Regions from separate parts of the Hordeum vulgare genome. Here region 2 is linked to region 1. The links are chromatin contacts, called in public Hi-C maps. All regions are on one chromosome and are shown on one strand. Each heading gives the region's core, a stretch centred on a gene start, on an enhancer-like site or on the middle of the called end of the contact. The rest is flanking DNA. Distances are from core to core; before and after follow the strand shown.

The links. A called contact is a pair of places that touch in the nucleus more often than the background predicts.
Region 2: a Hi-C map of seedling shows a contact between it and region 1, with 2.0 times the contacts expected there. The contact joins the promoter of LOC123445326 here to the promoter of LOC123445324 in region 1. A contact is called at or near these places in 2 of 6 Hi-C or Micro-C datasets (leaf and seedling) and 1 of 1 datasets of contacts at active chromatin or transcription factors (embryo).

What each region holds. Positions count from the first base shown.
Region 1 is chr3H:580,836,135-580,839,592 of MorexV3_pseudomolecules_assembly, forward strand. LOC123445324 (carbonyl reductase [NADPH] 1-like) reads right to left here and starts at 1,996. Exons shown (of 4, transcript XM_045122288.1): 1 at 1,604-1,996; 2 at 957-1,151; 3 at 470-869. The coding sequence starts at 1,978. The coding sequence ends at 471.
Region 2 is chr3H:581,239,570-581,243,146 of MorexV3_pseudomolecules_assembly, forward strand. It overlaps LOC123445326, which reads right to left and starts at 2,186. Exons shown (of 4, transcript XM_045122293.1): 1 at 1,919-2,186; 2 at 1,524-1,714. The coding sequence starts at 2,103.

The DNA of each region.
Region 1 (3,458 bases), core at 746-3,245:
ACTGTGTTTCAACCTGTACAAAACACATGAATTCTGCTCCCTCCGTTCCTAAATATAAGTCTTTTTAGACATTCCACTACAAACTACATACAAATGTATATAGACATACTTTAGAGTGTAGATTCACTCATTTTGCTCCGTATGTAGTCCATAGTGAAATCTCTAGAAAAGACTTATACTCCCTCCGTCCCAAAATTCTTGTCTTAAATTTATCTACATGTGAATGTATCTAGTCACATTTTAATATTTACATACATCCATTTCTTGACAAACTTAATACAAGAATTTTGGGACGGAGGGAGTATTTAGGAATGGAGGTAGTATATTCATAAGTGCAAGTGAACACAGAGCAATTTGAACATACGAGTCTCGAGTCATGGCTTTTCTCTACTTGTACTCGGAGCAAACTATGGACTATTTTGACTTGTAGCTGCCTAGCTGGAGCAAAACTATGGACAAGACTAGTCACCTCAGAAGCTTATCTCTCGTCTCTCGGCAAAGAACTTTCCAACTGTACATAGTTCCTGTGATAATAGGGCGAGCCACACTCCACTATCAGCACCTTCTTCGGCTGAAATGTTCCCTTCCCAATCAGTCATGGCAGTCTTTACCCAGCCAGGACAGAAACAGTTAATGTAAATCTTTTGGCCTTCAGACCTGTCAGAAAGCCTCCTTGCCATGAGTCTTGTATACACATTAACAGCAAGCTTTGATACGGAATAGTCCGTGTACATCTGAGGCCACTCAATGGAGGACCAACTATTTTGCTTCACTTGTTCAAGGAATTTGGTGACCATCCCATCAATCAATTCCTCAGATAAACAATCGTCACTTAATAGTTGCTCTCTTAGGCTTGCATCACCGATTTTCTGATGGGTTAGAAAAGAGAAAAAACAAGTCAAGGATCATTCAGAATGGGTCACTTGGGAAAAAAAAAAGTTAATGACGAAACTTACATTGCGTCTGCCATTAGCCCTACCAAGCCTTGAGCTCACATTCACTATCCGGGCACCATACGGAGAAGGTTTCAATAATGGTAGCATGGCTTCAATCATGCGCTTTGTACCAAAATAATTTGTCTGGATAACTTGCTCAGCAAATTCAACAGAATTATCTGCTCCTCTGTTGAAGTTTACACCTGCATTGTTAACCTGTAGCTGGGTAACCAAAGATATCCAGAGAAACATCTGACAGTATAAGCACCACTTATTGCATACTTAATAAGGCATTGGTTTTGACTCTGTTTACTTTGTGGAGAACCTATAATCCATATCCGAGCACTTCACATGTTTGAAATAAAATACAGTACTCATTGTTATACTGCACATGTAGAAACATTTTTGCTGGGCTGCCAAATATTCAGAACTCTATGCATGACTGCTTAAGCAACATAATTTCCAGCAGCTCCACTAGTCAAATGGATAACAAAATTGAGTAACACCTGGAACTAAAATCGCTGCCGTGTGTTGGATTGTCCAAACTGAGATCGAAAGTGAAGAGGCTTGGTAGCAAATAAAACGAATTGAAGTGTTTAACAGTGCTATAGACTATAGAAGAAGCATGGCAGTTGACTGATCACATGGCGAGAAGCACGGGTGCTCACAAGGATATGGATGCCGCCGTGGGTCCGCGCCGTCCAGGCGGCGAAGGCCTCCACCGACGCGGCGTCCGCCACGTCGAGCTGCCGCCACTCCGCGCCCGCCTCCTCGGCCTCCCGGAGGATCCTCTCCGCGGCGTCCCGGCCCCGCGCGGCGTCGCGCGAGGCGAGGACGACGTGGAGGCCGTGGCGCGCGAGCTGGCGGGAGATCTCGTAGCCGATGCCGCGGCTGGCCCCCGTCACCACCGCCACGGCGCGGGCCGGCGCAAGGCCGTCCCACCACCGCTGGTGGGGCTCGTAGGGTACGGCGCGGAGGAGCGTGACCTCCCGCCGCCGCTCCTCCCGGCGCTCCCTCGCCGCCGCCTTGCCCTTCTTCCCCATCTGTCTCCTTCTATACTGCGCTCGCCGGAATCGAACTCAGATCTTTTTTTTCTTCAGAGAGAAGAATGGAACTCCGATACTCCTGCGCATGGCCCAAAAAGAGTCAAGCCCAATATAAAAAGAGCATATAAGAGTCCATGGGCTTATATAAGGTGGGCCGTTTGCCTTGCGAGCTGAAATGATTGTTTTTGAAGCTCTCGCAAAAAAAGTGATTGTTTTCGATGGCCATCTCAAACAAAAAAGATGCCAGCTCAAATTTATCCAAAAAAAAGGAGACGGTCGCTCAAATATTAATAAAAAATGTCAGAGAAAAATTGATAAACATTCAAAAAAAAAAGGATGTGGTAAATATATTCCATGAAGGTGGCACCATATACCACTGGGTAGCATGTTCCTTTCGAAAAGGTACATTTTTTCCGGTAATTCAAGTGTGGTTCTGAGCACATCTACACCCAATGAACAGAAAATTCAAAACAAAATAGTAGAATAACTAATTAAATTCTGAACTTTGACATCGAAGATGATCGAGTGATGTTTGGACTACGACAATCTCTAGGGAAAAAGAGACAAAATAGAACCCAAAGAGTGTACTTTTTAAAAGTTTTTCAAAACTAAAATTTGTCCTTTTTGCTGCGATCGCCTCGAATGTCCAAACATCACGAATTTTTGCACGCACATAACACATTCAATCATTTTGGTTGCCAAAAAAAATAGTTTTTATTTTATTTTAAACGATTTAGTGTTCACGCCGAGGTGCATCTGCAGCTGGGCACCGAATCGCCGCTTCCATTTTTTCTGCTCTTCCCTCACACTAGAGGCTAACGTGTTTTTGTTGGGCCATGTTCTTCACTCGTCGTATTACCTCTTCTATCTTTAGCAGGTTAATGTGGTTCGTGTTGTTTCATTTAATTTTTTATCTTTTTTTAGAAAAGGAGGTTCAAAACCCCGGCCTCTGCATCAATCGATGCATACGGTCATTTTAATTTTCATTTAATCTTTATCTATGTTGGCTTGGATTTTAATTATGTTATGCGGTATTTTTTCTTATTTGTATATCGTGTTGCACTGATGTTGAAAATCATACTTGTTTCAAGAGAAGAGTGGAGTTGTTAGGAGTGTGGTTGTGGAGTCTTTACGCATTTTGATCTTGGTGTAAGACGATGGTGGTTCTGTGAGCCCCTTGGGAGCTCTTATGCCAGGTTGAAACCATGAAGTTGATGCAACAACACTCACATGGACCAGGACATGAAGCTCTCACTCACTCGGCCCAGCTCCCTACTCCGCTCGCTCGTCTATCTATTTTGTTCCGCTCGCTCCGCTAGCTTAGGAAAAACCAGATATCGTATTTATTGTTTGAGTGAGTTTAAATCAAAAGAAGTTCCCTTCTTTTTTATTTTTTTAATAGTTGTACATTAGAAAACACAACTAAAATATATTGTTCAATTTAGAAAATATTCATGTGTTTAAATAATCTTCACAA
Region 2 (3,577 bases), core at 936-3,435, 400 kb after region 1:
CGAAATTAAAACCTGGATGAAACCTAAGCTGTTAGTAATGGTATTTTTCAGATATATAGGAGAACTAATGATATTTCTAGTAGCGTACGCTTTCAAGGTCGGTCTCTCTCAGCACATATTCTATTAATATGGATTCATTGCAACACACGGTCACTTTGCTAGTACACCCTCCGTTTCTAAATGTAAGGCCTTTTAAAGATTTCAATACGGACTACATACGAATGTATATAGACCATTGTTGAAAATATCGGTCAGTTAACTGCCGATACGGGCAGTTAACTGCGATTCGGAGCCCCTCCGATACGAGAAAGGGCTATTCGAGCCCATTAACTGGAGGCCCAGTTAATCGGTCTGACAGGCCGAGTTACCGGCTGGGCCGATTAACTGGGCGCACTTTTTTGGCCCAAAACAGGCCCGTTCCCTCCCTTTTTTCAGAGCGAACACACAGCAGCTCGTTAGGTCAGTCCCCCGCTCCTTCTTTTCCTTCTCCCGCTCCTGGAGGAGCCACCGGCGCCGCCTCCCCTCCCCAAGCAGCCCCTGCTGGCGGTGTCCTCTCTCGAGCAGCAGCACCTGATCCTCCCCAAGCTGGATCTGGCTCGGTCCCTCCCCGAGCAGCAGAAGGCTCTGACCCCTCGGTCCCCTCCACAAGCAACAGCACCGGCGCCATCCCCTTCTCGATCAGCAGCCACGGTCTTGCTATGTAGGAATACTTTGGCCTTGTCCTATGCATATGACATTCTAGTTTTTCTTGCTGTTGTTGCTGTCTTGCTGATGCTCCTAGGATTGCAATATTACAATGCATGTTGCTATGTAGCCAATTATATATAGATATGGGCATATGCACCTAGTTACCCTGACCGATAAATGGGTTACCGATATATTCAGTTAAATGGCCGATTCACTGATTAAACCCTTCTCAGCACCCGACCGATATGGTACCAGTTACCGATATCCAAAACATTGATATAGACATATTTTAAATTGTAGATTCACTCATTTTGCTCTGTATGTAGTCTGTATTGGAATCTCTAAAAGGTCTTATACTAAGGAACGGAGGGAGCACATGCTAAAAAGAATTGAGCAGTTATAAACTTATTCCTCAGGGAAGGACACGATGCGGCCTCACAAATTTTGAAAGAAAAATTTATGAGGGGCAAAAAAAGATATATCATTTGAAGTGAACTGAACCCATTTTAGAAAAAAAGAAAGAAACTTGGGGAGGGGATGGTAGGTAAAGGTGGACTGGGAAATAGTGTAGGAACAATCGAAAAAGTCTGGACGGGATATAAAGTTGAATGAATCACAACAATGATTAAGATGACAGTGGCACAAGCTTACGTCACAACAGTTTAGCTGTCTATTACTTTTGCAAACACCCAAATGCATCCCTGAGTACCATTGATGAGATTTCCTTTTATTTCTGGCAATGCACTGGTATTCAACTTGTAAAAGTAAACACAGTACATCAAAATACCTCAAAATTTATCAGAAACGTATCAGGAAAAGAGATATCCATCACTTACTCTGGTTACGATCTGCAATACGATATTCCTTTTTCCATGCATGCCTACCCTTGTACATAGAACCATCATGGTGGCTGCTTTTAGGAAATATAGCCATAGGACATACACCGTCAACGGGGCAACCAGGCATCTGTGCATCCCAGCCTTTTACTCCACTGCTGCGGGCCATGCTGCGAGATCCATGAGGAAATCTATCACCAAAGAGCATAAAAGGCCAATATCAGCATCTGACACAATAAGATGGTACCATCAGTCATGATTGAAATCGTGACGTTAAGCTTGAAATCCATTTCTATTTCTTTCGGCATCATTTTCTCTGTTTTGGGATAATCAAGATCCATAAGTATAGCAGACAATAAAGGTGCAAACTTTAGCACCAGAACAAGGAAACACACCTGCAAACACGACGAGCGGCTGGATTATGAGGCAAAACTCGTCGGAGCGGCCACCAGCTAGGCAGAGTAGAGGTCGTGAAAGAGAGGAGTGACCGCAAAGGGGAGGAGAGGCGGTGCATTGCGGAGGGAGAAGTGGCACCGTCAGAGCGTCGGAGGAGAGGAAGAATCGAGCGTAGGATCTGCATCTGAGTGCGAACAGCAAGCCGCTCAGCACGCGGGCGGGACGCGTTGCAGAAGGTAGAGATTGGCCCGCTGCCGCAGCCGCCGGCTAGATGACGAAGAAGAGGGGCGTGCGGAGGAGGGGAAGGCCGCGCTCTTAAAAGCCAGATGGCAAACTCTCCAGCAATTTTCCAAATTCTAAGCCCAAGTCCGCCCGTATAAAAAGGGAGGTCCTATATGGCGCCTTAAGCGCCGGTTAGGCAAACCGGCGCCTGCAGAGCTCCTTCTCGTGGACCGGCCCATGTTGAATCTGTTGGTCCTTAAAAATCGAAAAGAAGTTCATAGAATTTTAAAAAATCAGATTTGCGAAAAAAAATCAATGACTATAAAAAAAATAGTTCACCGATTTTTGAAATATGTTTATATATTTTCAGAAAGTTCGCTGAATTTGAAAATGAAATTATTGATTTTCAAAACAAAATCATCAGTTTATAGAAACAGTTCACTAATTTTGAAAAAAGTTCATGAACTTTCCAATATGTTCTCCGATTTTCAAAAAAGTTCATCGATTTAAAAAAACATCAATTTTTGAAATTTCATCGATTTTCAAAAAACTTCACGGGCTAAAACACAAATCTGATCTCTAAACGGGCTGGCCAATGCGGAGCGCTGCAGGCGCCGGTTAGCAAAATTTACCTTTAACCGACGCCTGTAGCGCTAAATAGGGTTTCCCGTTTAAAAAGCTTGAAGCCCTGCTGCACTTGAAAGACGGCACTATATAACCACAAACCATGTATCTCGGGCCACATTGGGTTTCAGGCCGGGCTCTTAAAAGCCCAACAACAAACTCTCCACCATTTTTCCAAATTTTAAGCCCAAGTCCGCCCATTTAAAAAGCCCGAAGCCCGGCTGCGCTTGAAGGACACCACTATATAACCACAAACCATGTATCTCGCATAGCGCGAGTCCTTAGCTTCTTTTTTGAAATCACTAATTGAGGAGTATTCTTTTTAAAGATTAGTTTCATTTCCAGGTTGTGACAAGTATCGCACTGCATGTGTGTCACTTGTCGCGACCTGAGAGTTTTTCCCCTTTTTATAGATTCATATTTTTCAAAACATTTTATCTTCTAAACCGTGCGTCCAAATCTCGAATTGTTTTTACTGTTGGCTTCCTCACGTCGAGATCTTCAAAACAAATTTTCATGTTGATAGGTCTTGATGGAAAAAAAATCACGAAAAACAAGACGAAAAAAAATAAAAAAACCATGTCTCTCGCAAAAACAAACAAAAAATACGTTTCTTCCTTTTCGAGAGGCACGGTCATGCCTCCCGCGGAAGCAAAACCATGTCTCTCAAAAAAAATAAAAAATAAAAACACGTTTTTTTCCTTTTCGAGAGGCACGACTGTGTGCCTCTCGCGAAAGCAAAACCGTGTCTCTCACGAAAATAAAACAGAAAACATGTGTTTCCTTTCTAAGAGGCACAGCCATGCCTCTCG